Linked DNA regions of Ovis aries: region 1 is linked to region 2. Evidence: chromatin contacts called from public Hi-C data. All regions are on one chromosome and are shown on one strand. The core of a region is the stretch at or near the end of the contact, and the rest is flanking DNA. Distances in the headings are between cores, read along the strand shown.

Evidence for each region. Hi-C and Micro-C count contacts between places; a contact is called where the count stands out from the background.
Region 1: a contact with region 2 is called in a Hi-C map of hypothalamus, with 8 times the contacts expected there. The contact joins the promoter of C1QTNF8 here to the enhancer-like site in region 2. A contact is called at or near these places in 9 of 16 Hi-C or Micro-C datasets (blood, hypothalamus, liver and 4 more).

Annotation. Positions count from the first base shown.
Region 1 is chr24:1,399,623-1,406,065 of ARS-UI_Ramb_v3.0, forward strand. C1QTNF8 (C1q and TNF related 8) reads right to left here and starts at 4,757. Exons shown (of 3, transcript XM_027961365.3): 1 at 4,709-4,757; 2 at 3,028-3,244; 3 at 1-2,437. The coding sequence starts at 4,711. The coding sequence ends at 1,887.
Region 2 is chr24:1,219,443-1,225,905 of ARS-UI_Ramb_v3.0, forward strand. No RefSeq gene overlaps it. Among named protein-coding and RNA genes, the nearest start is that of GNG13, 9.2 kb to the left of the region's middle. Within about 2 kb of position 1,564, at least 7 of the 54 cell types and tissues checked have an H3K27ac peak or open chromatin away from gene starts, as enhancers often do. A contact at or near this core is called in hypothalamus, where this site is marked.

The sequences.
Region 1 (6,443 bases), core at 3,507-6,006, 180 kb after region 2:
CTGTGGCCCCCTGCCTTGCACCACAGCCAGGCCCAGCTGGGCCTTGGGGCTCCTGGGGGTGGGCATCACTGTGAACCTTGTCCCCCATGCTCTGCATCTTGGGGTACAGACCCTGCTTGTGCTGGGGGTTTGGGGTCCCAGCCCCGCCCAGGCCTGAGCTCAGGGACTCAGGCCTCTGAGTCCCAGCTTCCTCCTGGGGTGTTCTCTCATACCTGGGCCTCATACCTGCGACCCCAGGAGCCCCCAACCCTGGTCCAGAGCTGGCCTGAGAGCCAGCCTCAGAGGTGGGACTGTCACAGCCCTTGAGTCCCTGCAGAAGGCTGCTGGCTGAAAGCCCCCTCTCCCTGCAGACTCGGAGTCCCAGTAGTCCCTCAGTGGGGGCCTCCCCTCCCCCCATCCCAGGCCACACTACAGAGTCAGCCCTGTTTGAGGGGGATCCAGCTCCTGGAATCACACGCACTTGGGGGTCTACACATCCTCGCTGGACCTCAAAATCTCCACCTTTCCAGGGCGCCCCGGTCTGGGAATTTGGGAGGGTGGGCCCTGCTGCCCACGGGTGTGTGTGGACGCTCCCGATCCAGCCTCACTCAGGGCAGATGTTCCTGAGGGTCACGGGGTTCCGTGCGGCGGAGGAGCAGCGCCGTGCTCCCAGCTGTGTCTCCTCCCCCAGCACGGGGACGAGGGGCCCCCACCCCCTCCCCAGCCCCCCAGCAGATGACCATGGTCTGGGGAGGTCTGCCAGAGACCATCTCAGGATGGACTGAGCTCCTGCGGCGGGGCGGGGGGGCCGTGAGGAGGAGACAGGACCCGACATGCAGTGTTCTGTGGGCTCAGGGCTCCAGGGTGGAGGCCCCGGCGTGTTCATCACCTGGCAGCCCCAGCAGGCTCGGTCTGGCCAGCCTGCAGCTCCAGCCACATCCGCCTGGCCCAGGACCTCAGCCAGCATGCCAGGCTCTGGTGACTCCAGACGCTGCTCCCGCCAGGGCCCCGGCTGCCTCGCCAGCTCAGCATCCTCACCAGCTCAGCATCCTCACTTGGGCGGAGCGGCCACAGGAAGGGAGGCTGGGGAGGGCCCAGAGAGGAGGCGGTGGGCGGTGGGGCCACAGGGGCCGGACAGAAGGCCCCAGAATGGCCGGAGGACACGTGGCAGGAAAGGAACAGGCTCGGAGCGGAACGGAGGGCGGGCGGCCTGGTGGCTCCTACTGCTGGGCGGCCCGAGGCCTCCAGTGGAGAAAGCTTGGCCAGGGCTAGCTTCAGCATATGGAAGTGGGAGGTGATACCCCAGGGGTCTGGGGCTCCCCGGGCTCAGGCGCGAATGCTCCTCCCAGCCCACTTAAGAGACCCGGGGATGCCGCAAGCCCCAGAAAATCGACCCACCGGGGATGTCAGTGTGCTCACCCAGGCCTGTTCTGGCTTGGTCGGCTGCCCACCTACTCCATGTCGTTGGTCCTGTGGCCTCTGCTGCCCTGAGCACCCTGGAATTCAGCATGCTCCACTCCTCCCGCGGAGCCTCCCCAGCGTCCAGCCCAGCACCCAGTAGGTGCTTTGTAATTCTCTCACAGCGCGGGGCCTGGCACAGCCTTTATAAGAGGAAAGGGAACTCGACCAGGGGGCCAAGCTCCTTAGCGGGTGGAGGTGCCCCGCCCCAACCCCGCCCACCGCCGCGCGCCCGAACGCAACGCGGGTCTGCTCCGGAATTTCTTGCTGGGACCCCTCGGTTGGGGTCCGTGTCTAGCAGGGCTGGTGGGTCTGTCTTGCTCCTGCCGGCCCCTCCACTTCAGCGTGTGCACGCGAGCGGCGCTTAATCACAGCTGGCCCCAATCCTGGGCGGGGCGGGGGGGTGCTCAGGAGGCTGGGCCCTGGGAGCTGGCGTGGCGCCGGGGCCATCAGAGCTCGGCGTCCGGCTTGACCAGGTGGCCGCTGAAGGTGATGTAGAGGTCGCCGTGCTCGCCGAAGATGGCGTTGTCGCGGTCGCGCTGGAACATGCGCACCCAGACAGCGTCGCCCGCGGCCAGCGGCAGCAGCAGGCTCTGCGCCTGCATCACGCTGCGCTCGCTGGGCTGCGCGTACAGCACGGCGGCCGCGTGCGCGTTGCGCATGATGTGCAGATAGGTCTCCTTGTAGTTCCAGGTGTGCACGTTGAGGCTCAGGAAATAGACGCCGGGCGCGGTGCAGAGGAAGCGGCCGGAGGCCAGGTCGAAGGCGCCGTCCAAGTTGACCAGCTCCGTGTCGAAGGTCACCGCCTGGAGGGCGTCGGCGCTGTGCAGCCCCTCGCTCCGGCCCACCGAGAAGGCCGCGTAGGTGCGCGGGCACTGCGCGCCCGGCAGCCCCGCCTGCCCCTTCTGGCCCTTGCGGCCCTGGAGGCCCCGAGAGCCGGGCGGGCCCTCCTTCCCGCTCCTGCCAGAGCGACCTCTGACCCCCACCTCGCCCTTCTCACCTGCCGGGGAGGGGTGGGGTGTGAGGAGAAGCCCCTGGTCAGGGCCCGCAGGGTCAGGTTCTCTGGCCACGTGGCCCTGCACGTGGCCTCGCCTCTGTGGGCCTCAGTCTCCTCTCTCAGAGCGGCGCTAACTCACCCTCCAAGGAGCAAAGAGAGAGAAGCCACACCCCGAGGGCCTGGCTGTTCGGGGGTCTGTGCTGAGCATCATGCGGGGGTGGGGGTGTCAGGCAGCCGCCAGAGGAAGGGTCTGAACTGGTCTTTGAAGGAGAGCACTGGGGTTCAAGCTCAGTGCAGCCGGCAGTCCAGGCCCCAGGGTGAGGCCCTCCCAGAGCCCTGCCTCTCTCACCCCCAGAGGGGACCCAGGACCCTTCCCCTCCCCTAGGGGCAGGGCTGAGGGCAGCCTCAGGCCCCCTGTCCACAGCCCCTTCCCCAGGACACCCTCTGCCCACCTGGGGGGGGGGGGGTGGCCATGGAGAGCAGGGAGCAGGCACCCATCCATTGCCCCCTTGGGGCCCCCTGTCCCCTCCCCTCAGCATAGGTGTCCCTGTAGGGCCAGGGGCAGAGGAGGCCGCCCCTCCGGGTACACTCACCTTTGAGAATCGAGATGTCAATAGTGGGCCGCAGGCGGGGCAGCCCCGCCCACGTGTCCCCGTCGCTCACATGGGCACCTGGGCCGGGGGCGGCGGGGGGCCAGGCTGGACGGCAGCACTGCACACACGGCCGGCGAGGCAGCCCCAGGCCACGCCAGGCCCCAGCAGGCAGCGCCAGGAGCAGCAGGAGGGCAGGGGCCACCATCCAGGCCAGGGCCTGGGGCCGGGCAGGAGGGGAGGAAAAGGGTGTGAGAGGAAGGCAGGGAGTGGAGGGCTTGCCCTGCTGAGCCCCCCGTGCCCCCACGGCAGCCTGGCAGCTCCCCTGTGTGGGGGAGACAATGGGGGGCCCAGGGAGCCGCCTGGGTGGGGAGGAACAGCTGGGACCCCTTGAGGGGGCTGCGGTGGGGTCGGCCAGAGCCTTGTCCCGCACAGAGAGCCCTGTCAGCCCCTCCTGGACTCTCATCCCACCCTGACACCGCTGATGGGTCCTTCCCCGGATCTGAGACTCCTCCTTGACACAGCCTGGGGGCCACCACTGCTGAGAGGGCCCTGCACCGCCCTCCCGGAGCCCCAGCAAGCGCCGAGGCGGCCGCCTGTGGGAGCTGACACTTCCTGGGCGCTGCTCCCTGCTCGTGCCCCTCCCTCCCTGAGGCCTTAGTTCTGGGTGGCAGTGGGCACCCTCAGTGCCTGCAGTTGGGGAGTCTGGGTCCCCAAAGCCCCCATGGCCAGAAACCCCACACCCGGCAGATGGAGGGGGTGCTGAGTGGGGATGGGGGCTCTGAAACAGACCCCCAAGCCCCCCTCACCGGGACTGGCCAGAGCCCTCCAGGAGGGGCTACTTCAGGGAAGGGTATGCTCCCCACCCCACACCCCACACTCAGGGCAGCCGGGACCTGGGCCCTGTGCCCATGTTGGATGGGGCCCGACATGAGGCAGTTTCTACCGGGCTGCCTTGCTGGGCAGCGGGGACATGTACATCCTGACCCCCTAGGAGGAGGGAGGGTAACCGGGGAGGCTACCCCGGCCCCCACCCAGCTGTACAGAAGCTGATCTTTAATCCCTGCCAGTCCTGAGCCTCCGGTCTCCATGTCCCCTCCCCCGGGAGACCCTGCCTAACCCCGGGCCCATCAGTGCCAGGTGGAGCCACACTTTCCAGCTGCTGGGGGCCCTGGGTGAGCTCCATATGGGCCCGGGCCTCAGTTTTCCTGGCAAATGGACTCTGCCTGCCCTGTTCTCCCAAGGGCTGCATCCGAGAGGCTCAGGCAGGGTTGGTCTCCTGCAAGGGCAGGTGTGTGAGATCGGGGTCCTCACTCTTCCCTGTATCCTGGCCATCCTGAGCAAGTACCCAGGCCCCTTCTTCAGGAAGCCCTCAGGACTGCAGCCCAAGATGCAGGCCTTCCTCTCATGTAGTCTGAGACCCACTCCCAGGCTGAGCTTTCCTGGCAGATGGGACCCCTTGTCTCTACCACCTCCTTCTCAAACCTCGCAGACCCTCACCCACCCCCTGAGCCACACTGGACCCTGCAGGACTCTCCTGGACCCCTCCCATGGAGGAAACGGACCGGCATGGGTGTCTCCTGGGCAGCCACCCCGGCAGGCAGGCCTGTGCTGCTGGGGCCCTAACCCCAGGCCCTGCTCAAGGTTGCTGTGAAGACCACCACCCACCCCCACTGCCCATTACCATTTCACGACTGGGTGTTGCTGCCTGCCTGGCGGTCTCCGGCGTCTCTGCGCAGCGGCCGGTGAAAGAGCCCTTTCATGCCCGCCCCAGGCACCCGTGGCTTCCCTCTGGGCCATCCAAGACCAACAGGCCTCGGGCCAGCTTCCGAGCTCCCGGCAGGAGGCTCACGGGGCCCTGTTGCCCGCCGCCCGGCCTGCCACCTGCCACAGCCCCGCCTCGGGGGCTCCAGGGTCCTCCCCCAGCCCTGTCGTGGCGGGGCTTGGGGGCCGGGGGAGGCTGGGACTGTGAGGCTGGCTGCCATCTGGGGTGCGATGACTTAGAGTCGGGGAGGCTGGAGCAGTGGCTGAGTGGAGACTGGCAATGAGACCGGAAGCCAAAGTTGGAGACAGACCACTCGCCGGTGCCGAGCCCACTGGGTGACAGTGGCACCCTCCCATCTCTGGCTGGGCCGTGAGGGCTGGGCCTGGCGGGTGGCGCTGAGGGGTGGGGGGCAGCGTCTGGCCAGGCTGTGGTGTCTGCCCCCGCCTCCCGCCACACCGTAGCAGGGCTGTGGCGCCCAGCGGAGAGGCTGTGATACCCTGTCGGGGGCCCTTGGCAGTAGCCGAGCCTTTCAGGGGATGAGGGCTATGTCCCTGTGATGCCAGCCCCCTCCGGCAGGAATGACTCACAGGGTGCCCCGGGCAGTGGCAGGCGGGGGCTGTGACTACACCAGGGCCTGGCCTCATGCTTGCTTGGGCCTGGGCAGCGCCTGGTGCCTCGGCCTCTGAACACGAGGCCATGTGACTCCCTGAGAAGCATCCCCCGCTGCTCGACCACACCAAGCCAGGCTGCCTGGCAGCGGGGCACCGACGTGGCCTGGGGAGCTGGGGCCACCTTCTGGGAGGCAGGCTGCAGGCATCTGGGGCTGGCTTGCTCGCCCCTGTGGATCTGGGCACAGCCCAGGGTCCGGCACTCCCCACAGGCACCCCGTGCCCTCCTCGCTGCTGACCATGGAGGAGGCAGGCTGGAGGTAGAGGGGGAGACAGGGGACCCCGCCTGTGGGGGGTTCTCATGCCAGCCTGGGGAGAGCAGAGCGGGTGAGGGCTGTGGTCAGGGGAGCCCGCCAGCTGGAGCTGGGTCCCAGATGCCCCCAGCCCCTGGAGGTGAGGGTTCACACAGCAGTGCTCAGCCGCCCCCACGCCTTGTGCTTGTCTGGAGCAAGGACACGTTCTTGTGGAATCCGGATCGGATGGCCTGGATGGGAGGCCTCTCGGCAGACACCCCCCCCCCAACCCCGCCAGGGCTGGGCTAACCCAGGCTCCGGCCAGAGGTGCTGGGCCCAGGGGTGGGCTGGGGGCTCCTCTCTGCCTGCTCCACTTTCGTCTCAGGGGCTTCTGGGGCACCCAGAGAGAGGTAGACGCGCGAGCTCCACTGCTCCCTGCGTCCAACCTCGTTTCCCCATCTGTAAAATGGGCACCAGGGACTCAGCAGTGGCCAGAGTGTCCACGGGCTTCAGCTACCCTCAGGGCCCTGGTGTGCCCTGTGCCTCCAGCTCCCCACTCCTGCAGGGCCTGAATCCCTGGGGGTGGGCGCAGCTGTCTGCCTCCTCCCCAGGGCTGCTGACTCCCCAGAGAGATGCAGCAACCGCCTCGGGAACCTGCCGAGCAGCCCAGGGCCATCCCTCAGCTCCACGGCCTGGTCATTTGTCTCTACAAGAGGACAAGATTTCCGGCCTCACGGGTGGTCATGAGACAAC
Region 2 (6,463 bases), core at 314-2,813:
CCCTCAGGTCCTCCCCTCAGGTCTCCCCTTCAGGTCCCCCCCTCAGGTCCCCCCCCTCAGGTCTCCCCTTCAGGTCCCCCCCTCAGGTCTCCCCCTCAGGTCTCCCCTTCAGGTCCCCCCACTCAGGTCCCCTCCATTAGGTCTCCCTCTCAGATCCTCCCTCTCAGGTCCCCACCCCTCAGGTCTCCTCACTCAGGTCTCCCCATTAGGTCCCCCTCAGGTCTCCCCTTCAGGTCCCGCCCCTCAGGTCCCCCCTCAGATCCCCCCTCAGGTCTCCCTCTCAGGTCCTCCCCCTCAGGTCCCCCCCTCAGGTCTCCCTCTCAGGTCTCCCCCCTCAGGTCTCCCTCTCAGGTTCCCCCCCAAGGTGCCCCCCCTCAGGTCCCCGCCCTCAGATCCCCCCTCAGGTCCCCCCTCAGATCCCCGCTCAGGTCTCCCTCTCAGGTCCTCCCCCTCAGGTCCCCCCCCTCAGGTCTCCCTCTCAGGTTCCCCCCCCCCCAAGGTACCCCCACTCAGGTCCCCGGCCTCAGGTCCCCCCCAGGTCCCCCCTCAGGTCCCCCCTAGGTCCCCCCCCCAGGTCCCCCCTCAGATCCCCCCTCAGGTCTCCCCCTCAGGTCCCCCCCTAGGTCCTCCCTCAGGTCCCCCCCCCAGGTCCCCCCTCAGATCCCCCCTCAGGTCCCCCCTCAGGTCCCCCTCCTCAGGTCCCCCCCCTCAGGTCTCCCCACTCAGGTCTCCCTCTCAGGTTCCCCCCCAAGGTGCCCCCCCTCAGGTCCCCCCTCAGATCCCCCCTCAGGTCTCCCTCTCAGGTCCTCCCCCTCAGGTCCCCCCCTCAGGTCTCCCTCTCAGGTTCCCCCCCAAGGTACCCCCACTCAGGTCCCCGGCCTCAGGTCCCCCCCCCAGGTCCCCCCTCAGGTCTCCCTCTCAGGTCCTCCCCCTCAGGTCCCCCCTCAGGTCCCCCCCTAGGTCCCCCCCCAGGTCCCCCCCCAGATCCCCCCTCAGGTCTCCCCCTCAGGTCTCCCCCTCTGGTCCCCCCCTAGGTCCCCCCTCAGGTCCTCCCCCTCAGGTCTCCCCTTCAGGTCCCCCCCTCAGGTCCCCCCCCTCAGGTCTCCCCTTCAGGTCCCCCCTCTCAGGTCTCCCCCTCAAGGGCTGTTCTGGGGGTGGGGGTCCACCACCGCCCTATCTTGGTGGGGCCTTGAGACCCCCTCTCCTTGTTTCTTTACAGCCTCTCCCTCCTCGAGCCCCCTGGCCTGGTCCTGGGCAGGGCCTGGGTTGTGCAGATGGCCAAGTTCCACTTTTGTCCATCTCTAATGGTCAAATGCACCAATGGCAGCACACGGCAAGGGTGCTCCCTGTGGTATCTGGAGGTCCTGAGCGGTTCTTGGGCTGAGATCTGTGGAGCTAGGTCTTTGGAGCTGGATCTCAGAGGAAGATCCCAGAAGCCCTGCCAAGACACAGTTTCATGTTGCATTTCACCCAAATCCCAAAAAGGCAGCTCCTAAAATCCCATTACTGTGTGGTGGTGTCAGGCCATTCCATCTTCAGCTGGCTGGCTCATCCGTGTCCCCTGCCTGGCCTTTGCCACTAGGTGGAGCCACAGGCCTACCCAATTGCTTCCCCACGTTGCAAACGCCAGACCTGCCTTTCAAATTTAGCATCAGGACTCTTCAACTCTCCTAAATTTTTCAAGTTTCTGTTACATGGTCACATCTAGGGGTATTTAGAAACAAAAATAGAGCAGCTGTTACACTTAGGGCTTTCACTTAAAACCAGTGATGATAAATCCAGTGCATGTAAACATCACAGTTTAAAGAAAAACAGCTTTATTTTCCCATCATTGGTGCAGATCCCTTAGGAGAGCTAGGTTATAACTACGTGGCCAACTCAAGTTCTTTCTGTTGTCCTGTCCACATTTATTTGCTGCTTTTTGATTATTTTTGTTGAAAGATAAGGAAGGTCAAACATAAAATATTTAAAATGTTTAATGTAATTTTATGAGGATAAATGAGCTTGCAGAAACCTGGTTTGTAATCAGGGTTACTCTGCCTGGTCAGTCTTGCTGACGCTCAGATATTCAGGATTCTCAGAGGACAGTGTCTGTGTTAGAGACTGTGGGTGATTGCGAGGGTCCCAGTCCTTTCAACTTTCGGGGTCTGAGGAGAGACTGGGTTGCTGTGATTACGGGGGCATCTTGCTACTTAAAAAAAGGTAATTAATAGACTGTAACCTTTTTTAGAGCACTTTTAGGCCTACAGAAAAACAAAGTAGAAAGGATGGTGTGCCTGTGTGCCCCCTGCCCTTCGCATCCCTTGTTGCTAGCCTCTACTTGTTACAGTTATGAACCAACGCCCGCGCAGTGTTAGGTAGCATCCTCTTCCTGCAGCAGGTCGCCTGCCATGTGTGGTCTTTGCATCTCCTGGGCTCCTCTGGAATAGGGTCTCTGACTTAGTTTTGACTGCCTTGGCCATTCTGAGGTGTGCTGGTCAGGGATTTTGCAGGATGCCCATCGACTGGGGTCTGTTGGATGTTTTTCTCTTAGTTGGGCAAGGATGGTGACTGCCGCTCGGATCATGACCTTTCTGTATATCCTGCTTCCTTCTCCTGAGATCAAGAGGGCCTGGAGGCACAGAACAGGGTCCTTCCAGTCCTCAAAGGGAGAAGGAGGGAGAAAGGGGTGAACGCTTGAGGGGATGGCAACGGGGGCCAGGAGAGCATGCTGTCGGAGAGGCGGCAACAACAAAGCTGGGTGAGGGAGCTGGCCTGACACCCTTGAGCACCTAGTGGAGCAGCTGGTGAGGAGCCCTGCAGCCCCTCCCGCCTGAGGCCTCATTTCAGGGAGAGCCAAGACTCTGCTTGGTGAGGGGCTCCTTGGTCACAGTGGTTGGGCTCTGTCTGGGGAGCACATGTTCTCCCAACTTGGTTCCCTGGATCCAGTGGGCATACAGCCTGGCTCTCTCCCTGCCGGGCTTGGCCTCAGGTGACCTAGTAGGATTGTGAGTTCAGGCTGCTGTCTCTTCAGAACACTCCCTTTAGCTTTTCTGGGAGTTCTCACTCTGGCCTCAGGGCCTTGGGCTACTGCTTTCACCTGCTTTGCCCTTTAGGGTCCACGTGTGGATTTGTGTTAGTTGTGGGTGACCAGCTCCTGCTGAGGGGCTGGAGGCTCCATGGGGAGCAGGCAGGAGAGGGTGAGAGGGAGCATGGGTGTGCACACAGACGAGGCGGTGACTGCAGGGGCTGGCAGACACTCTGGCCTGAGTAGGTTGGGCTGGATTGGGAGGTGGCGGCGCCCCTGAAGGTCATCCCTGGCGCCTCCCCAGTGCTTGGGGTGGGAGTGGCTTGGAATCACATGGCCATCTGGTCCTTACCTCTCACTGTGCTGGTGACCACTGGTTTGTGGAAAAGCCTATTTCCTAGAAAAAGTGCCTCTGGTTCTTCACTGACACATCCTTACTGAATGAGGATGCTGAGTGAGGATCAAGGCTCCTGTCTTTTCATAAGTGTTTTTAGTGAGTCTCTGTTTCCCATTGTCCCTCAGACACAGCTGATGGGCAGTCTTCCCATTTGTAGGACCCGCTTAGGCAGCCCCCTGCCCTGGACATTAGGATGTGGTCAAAGAGGTTCTTGCTTCCTTTGACAGACACTCTCTTGACTGATCGCTTTTTTTCAGTTGGCTCACAGCTTCTTCCAGACCCTCCACCTGTGTGCACCCCCTTGCCCCATGGCCTCCCCATCTGAGGAATCTGATAGCATTTAAAGCAGAAACACAACCAGGCCTACCCCCAGAAATTGAACTTTTTGTCATTTATCTTCAGAAAAGCACACCAAATGTTGAGTGTGGGTCACCTGGATTGCTTCAGCTGTGGGTGAACAGCCAGAAGTTCCCATTTTAATATCCACACGCTTCCTTTCTCCCTTCCTAATGGGGGTCAGAGGTGCTTTGATTGTGCATGACAGAGACCACCCCATTTCACTGCTTGAGAGCTCAGAGCTCTGTGTGTCAGAAACAGAGGGAGGAGGGCTTCCCTCCTGGTCCAGTGGTTAAAAATCTGCCTTGCACGCAGAGGACGCCTCGGGAATATCCCACATGCCACAGGGCAACTAAAACTGTAGGCCTCAGCTATGGAGCCCACGCTCTAGGGCCGGAGCTCTGCAACAAGAGAAGCCACTGCGATGAGAAGCCTGTGCAGCACAGCTGGAGAGTAGCCCCTGCCCGCTGCAGCTAGAGAAAGCCTGTGCAGAGTGATGAAGACCCAGTGCAACCAAAAAAAGAAAAAAAGAAACAGTTAAAGGAAAGCAGGATGGCCCTCTGCTGACTTTCTCCCAGGAGTCTGGGAGTTAGACTGACGTTTGGTCTAACTGACGCTTTGGGAATGGGTCTTATTTTGGAGCCAGACTGCTGGGATGGACACTCTGCTGTTGTCCCCTCCCATTTTGTGTAGCTTCAGCTTTTCTGTGCCATGGTTTCTTCCCTTGTGAACTGAGGTTAACCCCACAGGGTGTGAAGATTAGATAAATTGGTACATGAAAAGGGCTAGTGGTCAGTGCTTTGTAAATGTGAGCCCAAGGTGATTTTGATGGTGGTGATTTTGATTATGATAATGGTAGTGATGATGGTGGGGATGATGGTGGTGATGGTGATGGTAGTTTTGGTGAGGATGGTGATGGTAGTGATGGTGGTGATGATGATGGTGGTATTTGTGATGATGGTCATGGTGATGATGGTGGTGATTTTGTTAATGGACCTCACAGCTTTGACTGGGTCTACTGCTAACTGCTGGGACCCAGCTCGAGGATGCCAGACCCCCATCCCATAGAACCAGTTCTAGCTCCACTCTTTCCAACCACTTGACGTTGACTGTGGAGACGTGTGGGACTTTGACTGTGAAAACATGTGGGACATTCTGTTTCATCTCCTTAGAGTAATTTTTCTCATATTGGAAAAGAAACACATATATAGGAATACAGTGGGTCCCATGTAAAAACAAACAAGATTTGTGTAAACTCAAATGTCAAAACATAATTCAGAGGATTATGAAAGGACTCACTGCTTGGTCTTTTTTTGGTCTTTTTTGGTGCCCCAGTACATACTGAATTGACAAAATATTTGGGTCATAGACATTTCCAAGCACAGGTCTTATGTAGGAACTTAAGAATGCTTATGTCTATATTTTTTTGGTAAAGGAGGGGAATTTATTCATTTTATTCCCAGTGGAAAAACTCTGATACATCAGGACAGAATTCTTGCCTTTTGCTATTGTTGCAAAACTTTATCAGGTGCTCTGAACACAACCATGGTTTCACTGGAAGAGTAAACCCTGGAGAGATGGGGTGCTGGAGGTGAGTGGGGGAAGGGGTGGTACATGTGAGCCACTCAGCAGCATCGGTGTAGCCAGGGTTCCAGGAAGCAGCCTGCCGAAGGGTTTCTGTCAGAGGGTGTTCTTGTGACCTGAACTTGAGCATCGTGGACCAGGGGCCACTGGCCCGGCCTGGAGGGGAGGCTTTGGTGTGTCTGGCCACCCCCTTCCTTGGCTCTGTCGGTGGCTTCCTGGAGTGAGGACCCCACACCGTTCGTCTCCTCTGCTCCCCAGTGGGCTCCCAGGTTGCCGGGTAGGGGGGGCCACGCTCCCCTCTTGACTCCTTCATGCGGTCTATGTTCTAATCAGCCTCACGTGGGAGATCAAGCAGCCCTTAAAGGATCTGCTGTACCTGGCTTTGGAGGGAAAAGCAAGTGGCCCACACAGCAGTGACTCTTGCTGACCCAGGGGACCTGGTTGGTGCTGGGTGACAGGGCGAACATGTGTGGTTATGGGTCATGAAGGGGATCAGGATGTGCCATGCCAAAAATATAGCACCTTGGGCACTTTCCTGGTGGTCCAGTGGTTAAGACTCTGCGCTCCCAATGCAGGGCGCTGGGGTTCGATCCCTGTTCAGGGAACTAGATCCTACATGGCAGCTAAAGATGCTACATGCAGCAACTAGCACCCAGTGAAGCCAGATAATTTTAAAAATTTCAAATAAAGATTTTATAAAACTTAAAAAAAAATTAAAATAACATTAACAAAACAAAACAGTACAAAATACAGCACCTTGATGTGAAGTTTATTTTGAGCTGAAGGCATGCAAGAATCAACAAATGCAGAAAGGGCTTTTTGGAGCATCCCTCATCTGACTAAGAGCAGCTTCTGGGAAGTCAGGCAGTGGTAAATTCCTTCTGTGGGGGGTCTGCTGCTGGGAGACACTGGGAATAAGTTCTATCCCAAGTCCCTTCTAGGGGGACATTATCACATACTTTCTTATGTTTTGATTATTCTCTTAAAACCCATTTGTCTTTCCTAAAGAGATTTGCTTTTCCTGTAAGGAGGCTTTTCTCCCGGCTCCCTTTCCCCTATTAAGTTAGGTATATAAGCATCTAATTGAAACCACTTATAGAGCCAGCTACTCTTCGGGGCTCCCATGTGCATACAAATGA